5 separate regions of the Mus musculus genome follow, and regions 1, 2, 3 and 5 are each linked to region 4. A link is a contact called in public Hi-C, HiChIP or PLAC-seq and promoter capture Hi-C data. All regions are on one chromosome and are shown on one strand. The core of a region is the stretch at or near the end of the contact, and the rest is flanking DNA. Distances in the headings are between cores, read along the strand shown.

Evidence for each region. Promoter capture Hi-C pulls out the DNA fragments that hold promoters and counts their contacts. A called contact is a pair of places that touch in the nucleus more often than the background predicts. HiChIP or PLAC-seq counts read pairs in DNA pulled down with a chosen protein or histone mark.
Region 1: a contact with region 4 is called in an H3K4me3 HiChIP or PLAC-seq map of the SCID.adh cell line, with 14 read pairs. The contact joins the enhancer-like site here to the promoter of Lpp in region 4. A contact is called at or near these places in 10 of 39 promoter capture datasets (the 3T3-L1 cell line, 3T3-L1-derived adipocytes, the C10 cell line and 6 more), 2 of 15 datasets of contacts at CTCF or cohesin (the NIH/3T3 cell line and large pre-B cells), 6 of 484 Hi-C or Micro-C datasets (double positive thymocytes, large pre-B cells, liver and 1 more), 5 of 115 datasets of contacts at active chromatin or transcription factors (CD8 T cells, the SCID.adh cell line, bone marrow-derived macrophages and 2 more) and 1 of 9 other capture datasets (liver).
Region 2: a promoter capture Hi-C map of hippocampal neurons shows a contact between it and region 4, with 2.7 times the contacts expected there. The contact joins the enhancer-like site here to the promoter of Lpp in region 4. A contact is called at or near these places in 3 of 39 promoter capture datasets (3T3-L1-derived adipocytes, embryonic stem cells and hippocampal neurons), 1 of 484 Hi-C or Micro-C datasets (ventral hippocampal neurons) and 5 of 115 datasets of contacts at active chromatin or transcription factors (the SCID.adh cell line, bone marrow-derived macrophages, embryonic stem cells and 2 more).
Region 3: a Hi-C map of myocytes shows a contact between it and region 4, with 2.3 times the contacts expected there. The contact joins the enhancer-like site here to the promoter of Lpp in region 4. A contact is called at or near these places in 3 of 39 promoter capture datasets (the 3T3-L1 cell line and liver), 1 of 484 Hi-C or Micro-C datasets (myocytes), 7 of 115 datasets of contacts at active chromatin or transcription factors (the SCID.adh cell line, bone marrow-derived macrophages, double positive thymocytes and 4 more) and 2 of 9 other capture datasets (adipose tissue and liver).
Region 5: an H3K4me3 HiChIP or PLAC-seq map of bone marrow-derived macrophages shows a contact between it and region 4, with 4 times the contacts expected there. The contact joins the enhancer-like site here to the promoter of Lpp in region 4. A contact is called at or near these places in 3 of 39 promoter capture datasets (the 3T3-L1 cell line and liver), 2 of 484 Hi-C or Micro-C datasets (frontal cortex and uterus), 9 of 115 datasets of contacts at active chromatin or transcription factors (the 230-238 cell line, CD8 T cells, bone marrow-derived dendritic cells and 4 more) and 1 of 9 other capture datasets (liver).

The regions. Positions count from the first base shown.
Region 1 is chr16:24,258,474-24,261,173 of GRCm38.p6, reverse strand. The region is part of intron 1 of Gm31814 (a long non-coding RNA gene); the gene reads left to right. Among named protein-coding and RNA genes, the nearest start is that of Gm31814, 3.4 kb to the left of the region's middle. Within about 2 kb of position 1,398, at least 9 of the 459 cell types and tissues checked have an H3K27ac peak or open chromatin away from gene starts, as enhancers often do. A contact at or near this core is called in the SCID.adh cell line, where this site is marked.
Region 2 is chr16:24,541,628-24,544,327 of GRCm38.p6, reverse strand. All of the region lies in intron 3 of Lpp (LIM domain containing preferred translocation partner in lipoma), which reads right to left. Among named protein-coding and RNA genes, the nearest start is that of Gm24440, 140 kb to the right of the region's middle. Within about 2 kb of position 1,292, at least 24 of the 459 cell types and tissues checked have an H3K27ac peak or open chromatin away from gene starts, as enhancers often do. A contact at or near this core is called in hippocampal neurons and ventral hippocampal neurons, where this site is marked.
Region 3 is chr16:24,560,505-24,563,232 of GRCm38.p6, reverse strand. The region is part of intron 4 of Lpp (LIM domain containing preferred translocation partner in lipoma); the gene reads right to left. Among named protein-coding and RNA genes, the nearest start is that of Gm24440, 160 kb to the right of the region's middle. Within about 2 kb of position 1,387, at least 13 of the 459 cell types and tissues checked have an H3K27ac peak or open chromatin away from gene starts, as enhancers often do. A contact at or near this core is called in myocytes, where this site is marked.
Region 4 is chr16:24,391,982-24,394,681 of GRCm38.p6, reverse strand. Lpp (LIM domain containing preferred translocation partner in lipoma) reads right to left here and starts at 1,332. Exons shown (of 13, transcript NM_178665.5): 1 at 1,078-1,332. Lppos (LIM domain containing preferred translocation partner in lipoma, opposite strand) reads left to right here and starts at 1,027. Exons shown (of 2, transcript NR_037954.1): 1 at 1,027-1,328; 2 at 1,575-2,126.
Region 5 is chr16:24,606,992-24,609,691 of GRCm38.p6, reverse strand. Lpp (LIM domain containing preferred translocation partner in lipoma) reads right to left here. Exons shown (of 13, transcript NM_178665.5): 5 at 1,375-1,576. The coding sequence starts at 1,567. Among named protein-coding and RNA genes, the nearest start is that of Gm24440, 200 kb to the right of the region's middle. Within about 2 kb of position 1,336, at least 7 of the 459 cell types and tissues checked have an H3K27ac peak or open chromatin away from gene starts, as enhancers often do. A contact at or near this core is called in bone marrow-derived macrophages, where this site is marked.

The sequences.
Region 1 (2,700 bases), core at 149-2,648, 130 kb after region 4:
TCATTCCCCTGATGACTGAAGATACTGAACACTTCTTTAAACATTTCTCAGCCATTTGAGTTTTCTCTTTTGAGAATTATGTTTAGATCTGTACCCCAGTTTTTAATTGGGTTTGTTTTCTTGATACCTAAGGTTGTTTTCTGTTTAGTTATATATTTTGGATATTAGTCTTCTATCAGATGTAAATGGATAGAACTAGAAAAAGTTATCTTGAATAAGGTAACACAGAACAAGAAAACCAAGCCTGATCTTTTACACAATGAATAAAAGGCTAAAGTAGGGGGGTAACACCCTATGTCTAAAGAGAAGTAGTTTCCCTCCTGCCTATTTCCCAAAGGCAGGAGGAAAAAAAATACACATTCATGAACAGCATCAATATGTTTTTATAGTGATAACCTATATAGATAAGGTGTTAAAGTTTTCTAATGTATATTCATTTATCTATACAAAATATTTACACAAACACCTATAACTTATCCTACCTGCCTTTGGCGGTCTGGTGAGATGAGATCTCAGACTGTGGGTCTCACTGACCTGGAACTGAACAATTCTTCTGCAATGGGCATGGCCATGGCCACCTTCTTTACTAAGAGAAAATTCTATGGTACAAACAGACAGACAGACAAACAGGCAGGCAGGCAATCCAGATCTTACTGGGTACCTTAGACTCAGGGAAAGGTCAAAGGTCTTGGAAGTTTACTTGTCATTCTCTGGAATGGGTAATTCTTATAATTAAAGGTAACAAACGTCTGCTGTGGTAGTGTCTGCCTTTAGCAATCAGTAAACAAAGGCAGGGCCATCTCTGTGAGTTCAAGGCCAACATGGTTTACATAGGGCATTTCAAGCCAGGTAGTGAGACTACCATAACCACTACCACCACCACCACCACCACCACCACCACCACCACCAAAGCAGAAATCAATAAAGGATCATTAGACAGCAACTTGCTAAGGTTCAGCCTTCTGTACTAAAGGAGTGTCTTTCCCTTTGCTATGGCATTGCATTTGCTGAAGCAGAAATGTGTGTCACTATGTCCCAAAGGCAAAAATATATACATTAAACAAACAGGAAAAAAAAAAGACAAAAGAAAAACCCACCAACAGTCACACACTGCAGGTGTACAGATTGTCCCCCAGCCGGCCTCTCTGTGCCGACATCCTGTGAGGTTGCTGCATCTGTGAGGAGCAGGGGAGAGAGAAAGGCTTCCTCAGGGAGCAGAAGTCAACATTTTTTAGAATTTATCATAATCTTGCAGGGCCTCTGTGTCCTCAGACTAAGTCTTCCCTCTTTGGGAGCAATCTCTCCCTGTCAGCTATCACACCTCCAGTGTAGATGCCCTCTTGCCACTTTCCTAGGTGGCCTATGAACTCATGAAGGCAGCAACTGTGGTACCGTGTACTAAACAGAACCTCCCTTGAGACAAATCTACAAAGCATTTCTTCATTGATGTGACACAAAACACTAACTTTTGGAGAGTGGGCAGAAAATTCTAGAATTTCTATTCATGCTTACCTTTTAGCCAGAAATATAAGCGATGCCAACATTTATTATCTCTTAAGGCCTAGATTAGAGAGTTATATACATATAAAATATAAAACTATAATATAAAAATATAAAATGAAAAAAGTCTTGTTATGACTATTTGTTTTTGTTTTTCTGTGTTGATTAAAAATATTTGGAGATCACAGCTTCAGTGGTGAGTTAATGATTATTGCTTGAAAAATCAGTAACTCAAAAGAGTTTTAACTTTAAATAGGAAAACCTAATGCCTAAGAAAAATATGGGATATTTGTTTTAACCAATAAGCAAATATACATACTGTGGCCAGCTTGTATATTAAAGCTTACATACAGGATCTTGAGAGTTATTTTAGCTTTCAAAGATCATTCCCCATGCATGTATGGAGAAGGATTTTGAGGAAGCTGAAATTCTAATGGTCACAGTATAATATGACTAAAGAGACAGGCTACGGGGAGCTGGGCACTCCCTGACTTCTGGCAATGAAATTTGACACCATTTTTTTCTGAAGGATATCTTGACAAATTTATCAAGACTTTTAAAACATACTTGAGACAGATCTGGAAGGGCCTAAAGACATTGGGAAGGAGAAAAAAAAAGGAGAGACCCCCCCCCAAAATAAAACAAAAACAAACAAACAAACAAACAAACAAAATCCTGAATGAAAATCTCTGGTCCGGCAAGGCCATCTTTGAAGTTTAAAGATTTATGTAGCTATTTACCCAGAAGAATGATAATCATATTATATCTAATACTAACAGTCATATTCAACCCTAGTGCCAACCATATTTAACTTTTGATACATGTTTTATAGCAAGTCAATGTAGCAAGAGCCAACCATTAAATTTGATAGGCAGACACAGATGTAATTACATTGAAAGTTAGTTCTGTAAAATTAGAATGGGTCATCCAGAGTGAGTCTATCAGTATGAGGCCACATAGGAAAAGCCTGCCTAGAGAAGGCGGGGCTGTAGAAGTACATGTCCACTTTAATCCCAGCACTCAGGAGCCTGGTCACGTGGAGCTCTGATTTGGAGGCTAGCCTGGCCTACTGAGTGAGTTCTGGGACAGTCAGGACTACACCGAGAAACCCTGTCTTGGAACACCAGAAGGGGGGGGGGGTTGGTCAGGTGTAGATTTGTGTGACCACCACAACAGTCAGAACCAGTAGTCATCACCTCA
Region 2 (2,700 bases), core at 43-2,542, 150 kb before region 4:
ACTCCCCATGCAATAGACCATTGCTTAATAAAACTATCCTACACTGTTTATCTTCCTAGAAACACTTGTTACACATCCACCCTGATCAGAATACAGTTGCCAGTATTAACATAGCTATCCTCATGTTCATGATTCAGAGCCTGCTTTCTTATTGTAAAGTAAGAATGTTGAAGATGCCTTGTAAGATGCAATGCAGAGCCAATGAATAACACCAGAGAACCAATGTGGAAACACTCATCGTATCATGCCCATTGCTATTTTATCTAAGATATTTCTTACCAAGAAAGCTTATATTCAATGTTCTCAAAACAGATCAAGACTGTCTAACTATAATCAGAGGTTCAAAATGTGCTTCAATTGTGGACACACTGAGTTAGATACAGAAGAGAAACCTATTACTTTATGGAACAAAAATATTCCGAGAGAACAAGGATGGTCCAGGAGCAGTGATTTCTCAACTCAAGAGCAGAAGACTTACAATTTAGCCAGAAATGAAACCAGGATTTTGACGATGACCCAGCAACTAAGAATGTTCCACAGCTGATGTGGTCTAGTGAGCACGGAGCTCAAAACCATGGTCTTACTCAGCCCTGCACTGAGAAGAGAAAGGAGGAGAAGGAATTGAGGATCCAACCAAGTTCACAGAGAAGGCAGAACTTTTCTCCCCTCTCCTTTGACTAAAAACGTCTTTTTCAACAACAACCCTATACTTCTTTTTAAATCCAAAAAGAATAAGATGAAGGAACGTAAGGATGCTTCTGTATCCAAGGTCAGAGCCAAAGACAAAAAGATGTTCTCATTTTTCTAAGAATAGATTATAAGCAGAAAAGTGAGGACGAGAACCCTGATAAATTCCCTAGATTAGAAACACAATGCTGCGGAAGAGACTCTACAAAAGTCACACAGAATTCATAGATAAATACAAAAGGAGGTAATCATTAAAGTAATTATATCACTCAGGTGTAATTTCACTTGTAAAGGAAAAAGCACAGCGACCCCTTTATTTGACTTTTCCTCATTAACTGAAAGTAGAATCAGTTCAGCTAGCATTGCCTCCATAGCATGATGGGGCCTCAAGGGCTGAGTTAACAGGATGATACATTAGACTTGTAGACTAATGTATGGAAACGATCATCCCCCTTAACAGCACTTGGATCTTCAATCAGGAAATTCAATTTTAGCTGCAAAACTATGTTTTGGCAAAAGTGCAATTGAACTCAGTGTACTTGTCACATTTCTAAATATACTCCGGTCACCATGACAACAGGGGAGACTGATGGATTGCTTAAAAGAGTACGGTATATTTAATTGTCAGCATTTTAAACTGACTCAGAAAAAAATGCTGTGTGATGGGTCTACTCACCATGGTTACTGCTGGCTAAGTCCATAGTAATAAAAGGTTCTTATACGCACATCACCAATGTGCGCAAAACGAACGTAAAAGTCAGAAGGTCTGATATTTCTAGCCACACGAAACATCCAACTGGAGGTATAGAAAGTGTTTGTTCCCAGCCAAGTACCATTCAAGAACATCCCACCAAGATCAGCCAGGTAAATCCCGGATCTTCATCTATAACCAGAGGCAGAAAAGCAAGTTCTAGAACAGACCTCAACACCCCTATTAAACTAAAGAGGAAAAAAAGTTGATTGTTTCTTCGGGATATACCTAGAATCAGTGATGACAGAGGTTCTGTTTCATGTAGAGCTGTTTTCAAGTGGCATTCTCTTGGATCCAACCGCTTTCTAATCAAAGCTTCCTAAGAGAAAGTAACTACAGTAGGGGATTTTCTACAAGGTAGGGTATAGATGTAGTAAGCAGACGGGGGTCCTACCCTGAAGGATCTGACAGTCTAAAACAAGAGGAAGATAAAAATATAGATTAGCAATCTATCAATGAGAATGAAATGACCGAGTTCATTGATCATCTGGTTATTGCACTAAGGAACAAGCATTTAGATTACGGTAGTCTTAAGCAGACTATTAAAAAAAACGAGGTGAAAAATCAAAATATATTAACAGTTCAGAGCTAAAGGAAGAATTCTGTGAACAAAAATTACTAAACTATAGAAATATAGGTTCTGTTCTTCAATGATATTTTATTACTATACAAGTATATAGGTTCTATCCAGGGTAGGAGACTTTCACAATGAATATTTCATCTAGATAAAAGTCTAGAGCCATGGGAAATGGTTATGGTTATAGATAATAACAAAAACAACAGTCATTTGTTAAGTGCTTATTTTCTGCCAGTTTTATGTACTGTCTTCTAATCTGATAAGAAATTCACTTTTATTTAACAAATGGCAGGTTGATGCTCACAGACATTACATAACATTTGGAATCACATCTGTATCAGTCGGACTCCTTTATGCAGGGAACACAAAAGGCATGAGCCTATCTTGCACTCTGCCTAGGGGCCAATGGCATGCTCGCTAGGGACACTAAGCTTCAAAGCAGGGCTTCTTTTTTACTGTATGTGAGATGATGGATTCTTATGCAGAGTCTAGCAGCAGGAGAGGGACTGACTGAAGGCAGAATAGCTGCTTTAGAGGAAGCTGGCATTCACTTTATACCTAGAACACGGCTTGAGTATTGCACAGTCCATCCATTCTCGAGACTCATCAAGGCTGATGAAGAATCCTTTCTACTGGCACCGGGCTCTTCCATGCCCCAAGCTTAACTTCAAATTTCATAACGTTT
Region 3 (2,728 bases), core at 138-2,637, 170 kb before region 4:
TTGGTCTACCATTGGCACTAACACCTGGAACCAATTAGATTTCCTCCACGATCTCAAAATTTCCCAACTCTCAAGTTAGAAATGTTGGGTAGATTAACTCGTAAGATATTTCGAAGATTCTATGCCCCAGTACAGGGGAATGGCAGGGCCAAGAAGCAGGAGTGGGTGAGTTGGGGAGCAGGGCTGGGGTGGGAGGAGGGTATAGGCGACTTTTGTAGAGGAAACCAGTAAAGGGATGCATTTGAAATGTAAATGAAGAAAATATCTAATAAAAAAATTCCCTCTGGTTTTAAAAGACATTCTGACTTGTTTGTACCAATAAGACTGATTATTCACACTGGATAAATCAAATAACAGAAGAGAAATTTGCCTTTACTTAATGGTATTAATAATGAGTAAGTTTCTCAGTTACTCTAAAATGAGACATAAGATAGCATTATCACATAGCCTTTCTCAACCTGTGGGTCGCACCCTGTTTGGCAACCATTTATCTCTAAAAATATTTACATTGGGATTCAGAACAGTAGCAAAATTACAGTTAGGAAGAAACAATGAAAATAATTTTATAGTTGAGGGTCACCACAGCATGAGGACTGTATTAAAAGGCTGCAGCTTTTGGAAGGGTAAGAACTACTGCCCTAGAGGAAGACTGACTCCCTTCCTGTCTAACCTGAAACGGCATGTTGCTGAAGCGAGCAACAGTCAAGAGTCTAATATACAATTACAGCATACATATACTCTAAAGCCCAATCAGCAACTGTTCTCTGTTAGATCAAAGAATCAAGAGCTAAACAGAATACCAATTTTCCACACAAGGCTCTGTGATGAAGTCAAAGGATTTTGGAAACATGGCAGAAGAGGAAGATAATATTCTAGTTACTAGACCATTCAGCATGACAAAACACGATCAACTGGGACACCTTTGTCTATTGATAAGCAGGTGATAAGATGACCTCAGAGAGGGAGGATGCGCTGCCCAAGGTCATATCAGGACTGAGGATATTCTCGCTGCTTCTAGCCCACAGGACACACAGAGCTCACTGCTTCACTCTGCAAAGCAATGTGAACCTAATCTACCCAAGTAACAAAGAATAAGTGCACGCAAGATTACAGCTACTATCTTCACAAAAAAAAAAAAAAAAAAAGAAAAGAAAAGAACAAAACGAGTGGCTGATTAATCTTATTCAAGGCAATTTCCCAAAAATGAAAATTAACATTTCATAGGGCAATATAAATAAGTCCATGAGAATTAATTATGTATTATTCCTCTAACGAGTCATGTAGAAAATGGAGATAGCCAATGGTCTGCAGGAGGCCAGAGTAGCTCTTGTAGTACAGAGACCAACTATTTGGAAATGATACCTCATGCTCTTTAAGAGTAAACAGGGTGTATGATTTCAAACCCCGTGAAGTGCAGCTTTAAATAGATTTGGTTTGGAAATGGGACAAGGAACACACCACAGTGATGGGCCAAGATCAAAAGCAGAGGGAAAACAATGATTACACTCATTGATATCTGCTGACACGTTCACTGTCAAGTCTAATTATGGACTGACTGTTGTTCGGTATCATTCCCACTAATACCCATTTTTACCACAAGACTGTTGTACATGTTTATGTCATGCTCCCAGAACACTTAGTCCTCCATCTTTCAAAGGTTGAAACCATTCTATCCTTCAGTTCACACCAGTTTATAAATCCAAAAGACAGGGATTACATTGCTCGACAGATGACTGACAAACCAATACAGAGACAGAAAAACTGACTGACAGACAGGCAGGCGGGCAGGGAGGCAGACAGACAGACAGATGAGGTAGGTAGATGTCAGTAGATAGATGGAGAGATAGGCAGATAGGTAAATAAGTAGGTAGGGAAAGAGAGAAAGAGAGAGATGCTTGATTTCCCATTTTAAAGAACAGTCACTGTAACTTTTCAAGGTTTAATTAAAATATCTCTTTGTCTTGAGATGGATTTCGGTAGGAAAGTGAATACAGTTAACTAGATGATCCTCAAAACTTGCTGTATCAGCATTTAATAAATGGAAGCTAAGGAAATAGGTACGTGATAGGTGAAGGCCTTGGAGGAGCAGCTCTCTAGATCTCTGAAGTAGAAAATTCAGGCAGTTTCACTTTTTAAATCCCCTCTGGGTTTAGCACTCTGAGCTGTCCTAGCTGGTGAAATGGTTCACCCTGGATTAGTCAAAGGACAGAAGAGGGTTCTACTTCTTTGTTAGGATGTTGATAGTGGATGAGTTGACCAGGTCCCCTGAAAGTTAGTGCTATATCAGTGTCAGAGAATGGGGGGATATTGTCTCCCTTCCTTTCTGACTTAAAGGTACATGTCATAGGGACAATCAAAAACTAAAACAAGAGATGCCTTCAAGAAGTTTTCATTGGACATATTTGTCCATGAAAATGACATGTTAAAAACAAGTTTTTGTGGAGACATTGTGTATAACACAGTAAGACTAAAAGATATATATACATATATATGTATGTATATATGTATGTCATATATTTCTGAATACACATTTCTTTACAGCATTTCCTTCAATAGAACTAAAAAAAATCCAACTAGACTCACAACTGTGTTAATTCTAGAAATTTCTCAATTCCTGTCACCCACCTGCTTCACATTTACTCTATTTGATAAATATTAGCTTTAAATATCATATTAGACTAAAACTATAATTTCTATTTGATTATAAATTGGTAATTTCTGTGATTAC
Region 4 (2,700 bases), core at 83-2,582:
AGTACCCAAGCCACAACTCCACTGACACGGTCTCCTGTCATACTCCCACCCCAAGCCACGAACACAATTCCACCCACGCCCACTCCCCACCCTTATTTAGCCTTCTCTGGTCTGCAGCTGCCTCCCTGACACGAAAGGCCTCGCCTTTTTTACTTAAGAAAACTCCCTATCCTTCAAAGGAGTCAATCACAGGCCCCTCTGGGATTTCGGGTCCGGCCATGGAGGCCAAAATAAGAAAAGTCCTTCCGCGAACTCCCATAAAAAAACCTGATCTTTGCGTTCTCTCCAGGATTTGGCCCTTCCTACTTTGAGTCAGGTTAGGCTCCTGCGTTCCAGTGAGCGCTCCCAGAGGGCAAAGTTTGGCCTCTGTAACCTACAGTGCTTAAAAGCAGTGGAGACTCCACAACCGCTTACAAAAAGATAAATTAATTAATAAATTTTTTAAAAAATTTTAAAAAGGCAGCAGGGGAGCAGAGGTCCGGAGCCACCGATCTTAACCTGGCTCCACCTTCCAGGGATGACTTCCAGGAAAGCCTGCCTCTCTTTGCCTCGCCTGCCCTGACTGTAAAATGGGAAGACTCCGAGTCACTGGGTCCCTAGGCCCTTTCCGCGGTGACAACTGGGATTCCACGAAAGCTCGAAGCCACCGGGCGCGGCCCCGCCCCCTGGGCACCCAGAAAGGCCCGGGCCGGGGGCGCGCTGGGGACTCCCGCATCCGCCCCTCCCCCACGGCGTGCACCCCCGCTTCCCGGCCGGGGACCCGCACTTCCGCGGCGGGCGGGGCGGAGCAGGGCGCCCCGCGCTCCCCACCACCCTCAGCGGCCCGTCCCCCGGGGGGTCGGGGGGTCGAGCGGCGCCCGCGGGCCGAGGCTGCGGGAGGAAGCCTTCGCTACGATACCTGGGGGAGGAGGTGGACCGGGCAGCGGCGGCCGCGACGGCTGGAGGCGGAGGCTCGGGCGGAGGAGGAGGTGCCGGGCACTCCCCCTCCCATTGTCCCGGCCCGGCCCGCGGCCCGCAGCGGCCCGCTCCGCCCGGCCCGCGTCCTCCCCGGTGCCCGGCCCCGCTGCCGGCCCTTACCTTGCAGCGGCCGGCTCTCCCCCGCCGCTAACGCTACTTATCCCGGGAAAGCTCGAGCGGGCCCCGGGAGCGAACCCACAGACAAAAAGTGAAACTTCAGCAGCAGGCCGGGAGTGGCTGCTGGTTGGTGCTCTCCCCCTCCTTCCTCCCCACCCCCTCCCCGCGGTCTCCCGTGCGGTGCCCTGAGCGCTGGAGGCTGACGTCAGGGGCCTGAATTCCTGACTTTGCCTGCACGCATTTGTCCATGTAAGGTATGGGGAGGCGTGTGCCCGCGGGCCGCCGCACTAGCCGGACGGGGAGGGGGCGCGGGGGGCAGCGGCGGCTCGAGGTGGGTGACCCTGGGCAATGCACTTCCTGGAGGAGGGGACGCGGGGGGAGGAGGGGGTACAGGGAGCATGGGAAGAGGAAGGAAAAGAGGGATCTGCCTCCACTGGAGGAAGAGGAAGGAGATGCAGGAGGAAGTCGAGAAACCGGCACAACTCGGGTCTGTTCTGCAGACGACAGATTGGAAAGCTGAGCTTGAGCAAAGAGATCCTGCCATGGAACACCCCACCCCCCACCCTAAGAGCCTCGTCGGAGCCCCGCCCAGGACTCCAGCAGGACTCAGAAGTCCGGGATGGTAGAGAGCAACTTCAGTTCCCTTCGCACAGGAGAGCTCCGAAGCTGGGACCTGACCCAGTCCTGCCCCGTGGAGAGGAGCCAGTATTCTACTCTTAGCTGGGTTTCCGCCTCCAGGCACGACCCGGCCTCTAACTGTGAGCTTAGACCCAAGTTAGAGCTAGGCAGATGACTTGACCCACTGAAGTGACTAACCCCAGTTCCTGGAAGGTTGTGGTTGACAAGCCTTGAGAAACAATGGCAATCGAGTGCTTCAGGGCAACTTCCTGTCCTTTGTTCAAAGACAAGAACCTTTGGAGTTTAACTTTTGCTTCCCAACCCTGCCCTGCCGGAAAACCAACCAGAAAGCTTGCTCTGTTCTTACAGCTTAAAAAAAGAAAATACACGAACTGGGTGAACTGGTTTGAATAAAGACAAGCCTGTTCTTGGAAGGTTGGGTTTGGATATTTTGTGTTTGATATTTGTAAAAGTGAGCAACGATGAGAACCCCTTTTACTAGGTTAAGATTCCGGCTAGGAGACACTGGAAGCCCTCTGGCCCTCAGTAGTGAACGCTTTTCATCCCGGCACAAGAGAGGTTTACATAGACACTGTCACAAACTAACCAAAAACACAGATTTGGGTGTGGGTGTGTGGGTGGGGGTGTGGGTGTTTCTATCCTGTATCCTTTGCTTTACCCCAGTCTCCCAAACAACTTCAACCCATGCTAATAACACAACCACCCATTCTGGTCTTTGATTGGGTTGGGTAGGATCTAAGGAAAATACCATAACATGACCTGCACAACACAGCTGTCTGAGCATGCCCCTGACCTTCCCACTCTCAAGCCACCTTCCACCACCGTGGGCCCTCACCTTCTACAGCCTAACTCAGTCATGCAGACAGAAAAAGTACACCAGGGACTTCAGGGGTGGGGACGCTCCAACGTGCCTCTTCTCCGGTTATATTTTGATGAACCTTTCGGACTAAGTGTCAAAGTACGTACTCCTGTACTTAACATGTATTG
Region 5 (2,700 bases), core at 87-2,586, 220 kb before region 4:
TTCAGTAAGGATGAACCCTACAGCCCTTAGAGGAGAATAAGCCAGTGCAAACCAGCTTCACAAGGACCATAGTCACCTGCAGAAGTTCAGTGTCCTACATGGGTGTGGAAGCTTCCAGCCCAGACACTGGGGTCAGGAAGTCCATGGACAGCAAGCACGTTTTCCAGAAAGGCATGCTCATGCCTTGACAATGCGAAGGGAAGGACACACAGAGACTCCTAAAGATCCACAACACCCAGTATAGAGAGAGGCCTGGCCTTTCTTCTCATAACCTCTTAGCCTGCAGCTTGTTAGCACAAGCAAGACATGTGTATCTTGTTTCTGAAAAGAGTCCTAAAACACCAGGAGGCCAAAGGCCTAGGTAAACGGGTGGATTAATGATGTGGTTGCTGGGAGGTGGGAAGGACTCAAAAAAAAAAAAAAAAAAAAAAAAAACAGAGAGAAGAGGCAACACTACAGGGCATAACATAGGTCCCCACAACATTGCTACAACAAATACAAAAGATGTATCTAAGAACACAATGATGGCAACTGTAGAAACAGAACAGTCATTTTTGAGAAGATAGATGGGGCACAAAATCGAGAAAGAGATGAAATCTTGTGAGCGCACATCTTCTGTTCTCAGCTTCTAGAAGTCTTACACTGTTCTATATATTAGTCTTAGGTTACTGCTTCATGGGTGTGAAGGAGCTCGTGACATGACTGGGATAAATACGGAGTCTCTTCTACCACAAAGACTGTACTGCTCAACTTTGTTAATGTGAGAGCCACAGTATAACCACACACTGGATGCTCAGCTCATCTAGACATTCAAAATCCACTTGATGTAAAATGAATACATTGCTAGTAAAAACCACTGCAACTAAGGTTTGCTCTGAACCATCTAGGACTTCAACACCCAGGGCCTCCAAGGACAGTCTTCTCCCAGGGAGAGAGTAAGCAGCAGCAGGGTCCCAGGGATTTCACAGGGTTTGTGTCCTAATGCTTTCTCACTGGACTATTGCTTGGTGACATTTTGGCACTTGCCTGATAGCTACACTGGGTGGTGAACATATCCCCACAGAAGAATAGGGAAGGATGAGTATAAGGCTATAGAAAGGTTCTGAGTCACACTTGAAAAGGTCATGTTTCTGTTTTAGAGTAATAAATAGCAATGGATATGTATTATCCTAGATATTTATTACTTTACGAACCCAACTCTGTGAGATTTAACCTCTTTGTTTCTGAAATGCAGTTGGTGTAACTGACAATAGGGAGCTGGGGAAAACCGGACACTTCATAAACTGTAGGAAATATAATGAGAAACGACCAACACAACTCTACAGCAAATCACATCTTTTACGCTCATTTCCCACTCTAGTCACCAGAACTCACCCTCTCCTCCAGGCTGCTTGTATGGGTTATACTTGGGTTTCGGAGCAACAACTGGAGCATACTTCTTGGGTGGCTGTTGTGTTGACACTGAGATACTGGGGTTCCCAAAAGAATGGGTGGTCTCCATCCGTGCAGGCACGTGGCCAAGAGGCTCACCAGTGCTTTTGGGTGGCAGCCAAGATGGGTGAGACATTGTGGAAATCTGCAGTTAGAAAAACAGAAAAACAGACAACACTGTGTTTAGTGTGGCTGGAGAGCCATATGAAAAGGAAGGCAGTTGATCAAAGTGCTGGAATGGGTGATGGGGCCAGGGACACCTCTGCACACAGAGTTGATCCTCGATTTACCCAGCGGGCATTAGAGAAACAGTGAACATTTATTTCATTAGCAGATACATGAAGCATACTTTAAAATGTCCTTTGTATAATGCAGGCTCTGCCCCATCCCCAACCCTAAGAGGCACTTGGAAAGGGGCAGGGGCACAGAGGCACTGTTTGCCAAAACACGTGAGACATACACTAACATGTATATGAATAGACAAAGAATATTCAACAGCAGCAATCCAATGGTGAACCTGCAAATCAGGGAAATGGCCAGTAACACCTAACTAAGCTGAGAAACTGGAAAAAATTACTTTAACTCCATGAGGGATAACCAACCCAGCCCAGACACTGCTCCATCAGAGTATCCACTCGGTGTGAAGAGAAAGTTGAGTTCTCTGTCAGGATACGCCAATCACCACTGCCGGCAGCCTACCTGCTGGGGAAGAGTCTTACAGACTAGGTGAGGAGAGCTCTCCAGGCCTGATTGCAAGAGCTCTCCAGCACAGGGAGGCCGGAAGGTGCCCGGTACCCACTCCTAGCCCCAAATCTACCTTGTAATTTATTAATTGAACTGAATTAATTAAGAGGGCTACATGATTATCTCCAGATGTCTACAGCGACAAAGCATGCAGCAAATGGAGGAACAAATGAAGACCTCAGCATGTCACAAAGCAATTGCGAGAGAAGGAGGAGGTGACACAGTAGCATGCTTGCTGGGAATTCACATGTTCTCACTCCACGGACAAGCAGTATGATCAGGAGCCCTAAATGAGGGCCTGGTCAAAGTTATGACTGAGACATTCCTGGCCTCCTTAATCACAGAGATTTTAAGAAAACCAATACAATAACATTAAAGGACTTTATGCATATACTGTCCATTGCAATGAAAGTGGGGTGGGTGTACCTCTATTCTCATAGAGAATGAGCGAGAATTATTGGTCATTTTACATAGCAGGAAACAGGTGTCACTCTATGGTAACAACTCTGGATTTTAAAAAGGGAA